2 separate regions of the Canis lupus genome follow, and region 1 is linked to region 2. Evidence: chromatin contacts called from public Hi-C data. All regions are on one chromosome and are shown on one strand. The core of a region is the stretch at or near the end of the contact, and the rest is flanking DNA. Distances in the headings are between cores, read along the strand shown.

Region 1 (4,299 bases), core at 594-3,093, 33 kb after region 2:
CTCTCTCTCTGTGACTATCATAAATTAAAAAAAAAAAAAAAAAAAAAGAATATATACATATACCATTCTATATATACCATACTATACATACATACATACATACATCATATCATATATACATATACCATTCCTCAGCTCTGATACTTTGAGTTAGTCTGCTGCAGAGGGTGTTGTGGGCATTCCATATTTTTATAAGACTTTTGATTAACATCATGGTTTTATTCGTTCAAATGTATGATGTGACCTATTAGCCACAATTTGTAGGGTTTCTAGCTGAAAGGCTTACCTCACATGTTGAATGAATGGGGTTCTTTTAAGCCAGGTTCTCTCTGAGGGTGAGAGGGAGGTAAAAAGAAAACCAGATCTACAGGTTCCAGAGAGAGCACCAGCTTTGCCAAGCCTTATGACCAAGTAAGACCTGTACTCTTCCCAGAGTGGAAGGATCCATTTTTAATATACATCTGCATGTGTATGCCTTTTAAATATTTCTATCCTGACATTTGTGATTTTTGAGTCAATGTCATTGAAAAAATTTATAAAAGAGGACATCAGGAGAAGGGAATAGAAAAAGGAATAAGGTGTCAAAATAAAAGTGAAGTTTTATTAATGACAGAGTGGACAAAATAAAATTGAGGGAAAGCTGGCCTAAACCTCTGGTTGAATTGCAGAGGGCATTTGCTGGGATGCCTAACAAGGGTGGCTCACACCACAGATTTTTGCATGAGGTTATCATATTATATACGTGGTATTTTTATATCTTCCCATGAATTAAAAATCATGTTGAGATTTCAGTTTTACTTATAACCTCAGACCCAGCACCTTTTCTCTATAATGTTTGACATTTCTTCCTAGCTAAGTCCCCTTATAAAGTATCTGTTTGCAGTGGGGAGAGGGTTAAGTCAGGAACCTAAAAACCCTCAATCTGGAAAAGAGTATAACTACTTAATAATTCCAGAAGTGTTACAAATCATATGCCATTCAGAGCTTTTCTACCCTCTCCTGGGACTCCTCTCTTTTCACCTGAAAGATTAGGAGGTTATATATAATATGTGATCTGTCTCAGTCCATAGAATCATTTTAAGTATCCATAATAGGCATTTATTCATTAACCAGGATGGGCAGAGGTTAAACCTCGTTTCAACTAGAGTAAATCTGATCATGGACATTTTCAAAAGCTGTGAGAGGAGGCTAAGGAGAAAATTTTGATTTGACAGGGCTTCTCCCAATCACATTCAGATCCAATTCTGATCTATTCTTTTTTTTTTTTTTTTTTTTTAACTTAATGGGATTAGCCTTGTTTAAAACACCAATAATCTTATCAAAGGCCCTCCAGGGGAGGGCCCTGTAGGCTTTGTAATGACCTTAATCAAGTATTAGCCCTGCCCTACAATTAAGCCCCAACTCAACAAAACGTTTGTTCTCATCTCTAAACCCAGAGAAGTTTTGAAAAGGCATCAGTTGAGGAGGAAAGGGGAGCTTATTAGGAATTGCAGGCAGATCCGGCAGGCCCGGCAGGCCTGGAAGAGGGTCCAGGGGAGGGATGTCCAAGCTTATCTTTCGGTTCCCAGGTTCTCTCCCAGACTTGTAGAAACAGGAGTCACCCAATAAATGTCTGAAAGAGAACAAGAAGTTTTAATTTGCAATTATTCTTTTTTTGTTTGTTTCCAAACGTGGAGCCAGAGCTTTTAGATGGCCAAGCTTACGCTTTGTCCAGAATAAAGAAGGCCTTCTACATGCGACAGTTAAATAGGAATATTAAAAGAACGAGAGGGAAGGTCCCTTGACCTATAAATGCTCCATCCTTCGCATATTACCTCTACATCCTTTCCCCTAAGGAATTACGTAATTTATTAGTTATTGGACGGGAATAAAAAGAAACGATGAGTGGTTCTCTTTTCTTCAGCGGCTTTACCTGGTAGAAACATATTAAATTTGCAAACGCGCGAGGAAGAAACAACGCAGGAAAGAAAATTTTCAGCCGAAGAAGAGCCATAACCTGCGCGTCCGCGAAGACGCTCCGACGAAGAGCGAGGTTGCACCGGCCAATCAAAACGTCGAGATGGTGACGAGGTCTTCTTGCCCCGCCCCCAGGCTGACCTAATTTGGAAAACCATCAGGGGTGCTGTTCTCAATCAGGTCCGCAAATATCCTATTTAAAGGGCTGCGTGCCGGCGGAGGAGTCACTTCCTCGGCAACCATGTCTGGTCGCGGCAAGGGCGGGAAGGGGCTGGGCAAGGGCGGCGCCAAGCGCCACCGCAAGGTGCTGCGCGACAACATCCAGGGCATCACCAAGCCCGCCATCCGGCGGCTGGCCCGGCGCGGCGGCGTCAAGCGCATCTCGGGCCTCATCTACGAGGAGACCCGCGGGGTGCTCAAGGTGTTCCTGGAGAACGTGATCCGGGACGCCGTCACCTACACGGAGCACGCCAAGCGCAAGACGGTCACGGCCATGGACGTGGTCTATGCGCTCAAGCGCCAGGGCCGCACCCTCTACGGCTTCGGCGGCTGAGTGCGCCGCATCCGCCATTCTCGTAAACACCAAGGCCCTTTTCAGGGCCGCCCACGAAGTTATTTAAGGGGCTGTTGTGCTTGGTGTAAATTGTTAGGGTTACGGAGGTTCCCTCCGTATTACGTACGGGACTTCTGCATAGTATGATCATTAACGTTTATGCAGGGGTTTGCTCATGATGGGATAGCGCCACAGGAAAGTAATTTTTTGCAAAATGTTTTAAAGTCCATTACGTAAAGTGAAGTGGCTTTGGGGGAGTTTTACCGACTAATTGGTAGGTCACCGAAGGTACTTTGGAGGATCCTCGGTGTCCGCGGGAGGTAAACTGAAGGGGCGGGAGTTTCAGGGCAATATTTCCGTTGGCTAAAAAGGGTTGAATAGCTGTCCCCGGAACTGTAGGAAAAACCTTAACTTTTTTTTTTTTAGCCTGCTGAATGCCAGGCGCTCGGGATCGCAGGGCCAGTTCTGGACCGATTCGAGCAGAGCTCGGGACCTGCGGGCGGCCTGGCGGAGTCGGGTCAGCCCTCTCGTGGGCGTGGCCGCTGCACTCGGGACTTGAGGCCTTGCCAGGCCAGTGAGGCGTTTCCCGGCGCTGCAGCTCCAGCCTGAAAGCAAACTGGCCTCCATACCCAAGCAAGCACGGGCTGTGGTTGATTTCTATACAACTTTAAACCACTATGTTTATTCATTTCCCATTGTTGTCAGAGGCCCAATTACGTAAATGAGTTTAGAAAGGCTAGGCCCTAGTGAGTTATCTGTAGTACAAACTTGTATATTAAAGATTATCTATGCAAGATTGCATATACAAGTTTTGTACTGGGCTTTGTTCAAGGTTGCCCCAAACACCCAAGGCCCAAAATAAGATTAACACCATGAATTTAATATAGTAATCTTTAGGAGTGCTAAATCCCCAATTAAGTGAAAGCAGAAAAACTAATTTTGCTTAAAATGAGAAATGCTTTAACTTGGACCTTGGAGAACCTAATAATAGTTTTTGTGATTTAGTTCAGTTTGGACCTTAACTTGGCAGCTGCAATATTTCCATAAAGGTTTAATATCTCTCAGCTTGTGGAACACAATTTGGACAAGCCTACACACTCCCTTCATAAAATACATAGAATTAGGGGCACCTGGGTGACTCAGTGGTTGAATGTCTGACTTGGGCTCAGGTCATGATCCCTCAGTTCTGGGATGGAGTCCCACATGGGGTTTCCACAGGGAGCTTGCCTGTGTCTCTCATGATAAATAAAATCTTAAAAAAAAAAAAAAATTAAAATTGTATTCGACTAAAGCTATTATCAAACCAATTTCTTAAATGTGACTACAGTATTTTGGGAATGAGAATGTTATTTCAGTATGCTTTCAACTGTAAACTTAATATTACTTTTTACCAAATGAAAAACTCCCTCAATGACTTAAAATCCCCCAGTCCAAATCGTTATTGGATTCCCAGGTACTGACCCCCAGAAAGTTGTAGACAGTTAGGAAACCCTACTTAGTACAACACCGAATAAAAGATCAAACTGCAACGTAACCACTCAGAAAGAAGTCTGGTTTGTGCAGAGCTACCTCCATGCATTCCTCGACCTTAAGCATTAGTCTGCCCGGAGAAGTATGGAGGTTACCCAAGGCCATGTGCCCTACTCTAACTATAGTGTGCAGCAACCCACTTTTCGACGAGGCAAAGGACTTTGAAATAGATCCTTTCTACTTCTAAGAGACCTCATGAGCGACCGTATAGAAGCTTCTACAAGTTCAGTGCCATGCCGCTTTTAAAGCACTTGGAGTGG
Region 2 (4,472 bases), core at 1,855-4,354:
TCAGCCCAATGACCTTCGGACTAGTCAACCATTCTTAAAGGTCAAGATGTTTTACCAAAGTTTAGGCCACAGAAGACGGTATATATTAAGACACAGTGACATGCAAGCTTTAGGTCGAAATAAGGTTAGAGAAGACCAGAATATTTGGGACCAGAGAGTGTTCTAGAGTTTTGTTGTCCACGTGGTTGCCATGAGCCACATGCACAATACTGACCTCTTGAAACAGGACAGTAGGAACATAGAGGTGCTGCATGCAAAGAGTTTCCAAAGACATACTATAAGAAATAAGAAAGAATGTAAAATATCTCAAATATTTTTACATTGATTTTATGTTGAACAAGAATATTTTGGATATATTAGGTTAAATAACTTATTAAAATTGATTTCACCTGTTTCTCTTTTCCTAACTTATGTTATGGCTATAGACAGTACTACTCTAGAGGTGGTTAATTCACGAAATATAGATTCTTTCCATAGCTGGGTATCTTCAGTGTGTACTTAATGGGATGCTGGTCAAGGAAGCTAAAATCTCAGAGGTTGCGATTTCGACAGTAACAAAGACAAAATACCCGGGAATAAAAGTAATTAGAAATAGGAAGATATGGTCGGAGAAAATTTGAAACATTCTCCACAGGTATGAAAATTGAGGGCTTTTTATGTCTAATGGAGGGAGGGGTGAAGAGGTGAGAGGGAGGAAGTGTCTTAAATTACATTTGGAAAACAAAATAAATAGAATAACTGGGAAATCCTGAAAAAGAAGAGCAACGCGAGGGAATGAGCTCTATCAGCTATAAGTCATGTTTTAACACGTTTATTAAACATTCGATTCTTATATAATAAATACTATAGGTCATGTATTCTCAGCATTTAAACCAGTCCCGTGAACAGTCCTTAAGAGTGTGATCACACCTGAGGAATGGCCAAGAAAGATCAAAAGAACAAAGTAGAAAATCAAGAATTACTTCACCTACCCATGTAATTTAGCCTAGGATAAAAAGGTGGCATCTCAAAATGAGGGTGAGGTAGGGAGGCAAAAATGTTAGGGTCGGGTACATTTATTAAACTTACAATAAAATAGAGAGAGCTGGGTTGTTTTAAATGTGAAATTAACGGCACAGAAAACACTGGAAGAAGCCATGGGAAAATTGCGCGCGCGCGCTGCGCTCTCAAAAAAGTGGAGGTCTTTCAAATGTACGAAAACGGACATTAAAGTATCCGAATTCTTTTGGGAGGGGCTGAAACCCGTGGCCACCACCGGTAACGGGAGACCTTATCTAGATTAACAACCAGATCCGTCACTGTGGCGATGGACGAACTGAGCTGCCAATCTCCAGAAGCCCCTGTTCCTTGAACTCGTCTCAAAGGAAAAATCGTGTTCACCGGAGTAAAACCAGGACGAGGAAGAAACGCTTTTGTCCGGAAGAAACGCCGGACGCTGTAAAAGAACCCACAGGTAACACCGGGAATATAAACCCGAGCCCTTCATTAGAGACAACACCCCGCACCCCCATATATGTACACGTTTCCAAGTCTCCCCTACGTGGTTCCTCGCGTGGAAACTGGGGACTTGGGGCCGCACAGACGCGCAATCGGGACGCCTCGGTATCCAGAGGCTGACGTCTGCCTGAGATGAAGCTCCGCGGCCCGCCACCAGGACAAAATGGCCGACAGAAAGTGGTTTGTGCTGCGCTGCGACCCGTCACGCCTTGGTCCCAAGACACGGGACGCGAGGCACAAAGGGACCTGACCTGGCCCAGCGGTGCGCGGTGGCCGGGTGCCTGCGGGCAGCTGCGCACCGGCTGGAGCACGACCGCGCGGGGCTCCGGCGTCCGAGCCTCCCCTCCCCTCCCCTCCCCGCGGCCGACTACCGTCCCCAGACCGGACCCGCCGGCAGGACTCCAAACGTGGCACGGGTCCCAAGTACCGGATTCACGTCTTTATCAAGTGAAAAGGACAAGAGTCGGCCCGCTAGAAACAACAAACCGAGTACCCAGGAGACCGGACACCACCCAATAACAAACTCACGAGGAGAATCCGGGGCGGCGAGATGGGCCAACCCGCGAGCAGGGCGGGACTTTCAAATGACTTTCCGACCCAATCGGGGGATCCGTGAAGGCAGGGACTGGCAGGCGGGACGGACGGTGGTTCTCGGTGCTCGCAGCGCGGGGCGGGCGGGGCCTCCGGACGGCGCTTCCGCACCCCTCCTGCGAGGAGGCCCGGGGCACCGCGGAGCCCGGGACGCGCTCCCCGGCCCCGTTCCCGCTGGCGTAGGGGCTCCGGGCCGACCACCCACCGCGTCTTGGAACTTAAGGGTAAAGAGGCCGGAGTACAGAATGTTCAGCTCTTTCTCGGGGAGGAGTGGTGGCTCTGAAAAGAGCCTTTTTTGGGTTTTAGAAGCAAACGGTCAACAACCTACTTCTTTTTGGGCGCAGCCTTCTTGGGTTTGGTAACCTTGGGCTTGGCCGACTTGGGCTTCACGGCCTTAGCCGCGCTCTTGGCCGCCTTCTTGGGCTTGGCCGCCTTCGCCTTCTTGGGGCTCTTGGCCACCTTCTTGGCGACGGTGGCCGCGGCGGGCTTCTTGGCCTTCTTCGGGGTCTTCTTGGCGCTCTTCTTGGGGGTGCCGGTCCCCGCTGCCTTCTTGGGCTTCTTGGCCGTCCCCGCCGCCCGCTTGGGCTTGGCCGCGCCCGCCTTCTTGGCCTTGGGCTTGGCCTCCCCGGAGGCCGCCTTCTTGTTGAGCTTGAAGGAGCCCGAGGCGCCGGTGCCCTTGGTCTGCACCAGGGTCCCCTTGCTCACCAGGCTCTTGAGGCCCAGCTTGATGCGGCTGTTGTTCTTCTCCACGTCGTAGCCGGCGGCCGCCAGCGCCTTCTTGAGCGCGGCCAGGGACACGCCGCTGCGCTCCTTGGACGCGGCCACGGCCTTGGTGATGAGCTCGGACACCGGGGGCCCGGACGCCTTGCGGCGCGCCCCCGCAGGCTTCTTGGCAGCCTTCTTCTTTACGGGGGCCTTCTCCGCCGGGGGGGCGGCGGCGGGCGCGGCGGGCGCGGTCTCCGACATGCTGAGGATCCGGGGCTGGGGCCGAGTGGCAAAGCGCGGTAGGTGCGCCGGGCCCGGGCCGCCATATATATAGAGCGCAGGCGCGCGCTGATTGGTGCTCCGCTCGCCCCCTGGCTGGCAGGCTCCGAGCCGCCGCCGTGCGCCTAAGTTGTGTTTGTTCCACTTCACAAAAGGGGGAATATGTGAAAATGCCCCGCTCCAAATTCCCCGGCTTTGGTCGGGAAAGGATCCGAGAAGCCTCAGGCTTCGTGCTCTCGGTTTATTTTTCCCGCAGGCCCCAAGACGACGCGCCCAGGCGCCCCCAAGTCCCCTAACTCCGAGGGAAGTCCAGGACGGTCGGAGACCACTTTCTGTTTTTCTTCTAAATTACCTGTTCGCTCCTTTGCCCCCGAAAGTTCTTTTTCTCAGGGGTGGTTGGGCTCATGCTTCCCTTCTCTGGGAGACAAAAATGAAATGGTTTCCACTTCAGTTTTCACGATAATTCTGTTTCTTCGCGAGGGAAGTAACACAGGTCCTCTGTGAATTCTGCGCACAGATCCACAGGAACCGTGGACCGGGACAAGGATACCCGGGCCAGCCCAAAGCAGTTAGGGTCGGGCGAAAGGGGGTTCGGAAGCCTTGGGGGGCGGCCTGGATCCTGGTGGTGGTGGGGGGGTTAGAGACTTAAATCCTAGACTTGAAGACACTGAAATTCTTGATCAAATCCGTCTCTTCACAGATGGGGGCGGGGCACTTTTCACTTTTCCAAAGGGGAGAAATTGAGCAGTTTTTAACAAGGTCTCCGGTTCCCCTCTGGGTTGTGCAAGGCAGGGGGTCTGACCCTCGAGAATAGACATAATGAGGGAGAAGGGAGACCCCCTAAGGCTGCAAATAAATAAATAAATAAATAATTTAATTCCTCAATAGACTTGGCAGCTACAGACATTGAGATGATCTGTTTTCAAAGAAAACAGGCATTTATGTATTATAATTTTTATATGCTTCAATAAAGGGACACATTTCGGCACCGGAAAATTCTAGGTAGTAACCCAGGAACAATATCTGACCTGTGTTATGGTGTAGATGGACACTCTGGGAATTCAAAGATCTCGATAGAAGTAAAGCAGCTGACTTTAATGTGATACACTTTTATAAGATGAACTATAGGTTTGAAGTAAAGCAAAACGGATGGCAAAATTTTAAATAGAAATAGAGGGAAAGTACTAGAATATAGAAGTTATCAGGCCATTTCTCTGTTGTTGATAAGAATGCCTCTTCTCATCCCCTATAAAGCTGGTCTTACATATTCTTTTCGTTGTTGTTTTGGTCTTACTTATTCTATTCTTGTTTGCTTTACTTCTTTAAGGTTTGGTACTTCAGATTTCAGCCTTTGGTTGCCACAATTGCAATTTTTTCTTGAGAGAAAAAAATTGAATATA

What was found. A called contact is a pair of places that touch in the nucleus more often than the background predicts.
Region 1: a contact with region 2 is called in a Hi-C map of blood, with 6 times the contacts expected there. The contact joins the enhancer-like site here to the promoter of H1-2 in region 2. A contact is called at or near these places in 6 of 9 Hi-C or Micro-C datasets (amygdala, blood, liver and 1 more).

The regions. Positions count from the first base shown.
Region 1 is chr35:25,457,803-25,462,101 of UU_Cfam_GSD_1.0, forward strand. It overlaps H1-6 (histone H1t), which reads right to left. Exons shown (of 3, transcript XM_038584342.1): 2 at 1,913-4,299; 3 at 1,471-1,612. Among named protein-coding and RNA genes, the nearest start is that of HFE, 14 kb to the left of the region's middle. Within about 2 kb of position 1,844, at least 15 of the 20 cell types and tissues checked have an H3K27ac peak or open chromatin away from gene starts, as enhancers often do. A contact at or near this core is called in blood and liver, where this site is marked.
Region 2 is chr35:25,423,492-25,427,963 of UU_Cfam_GSD_1.0, forward strand. H1-2 (histone H1.2) reads right to left here and starts at 3,105. Exons shown (of 2, transcript XM_038584341.1): 1 at 2,026-3,105. The coding sequence starts at 3,054. The coding sequence ends at 2,413.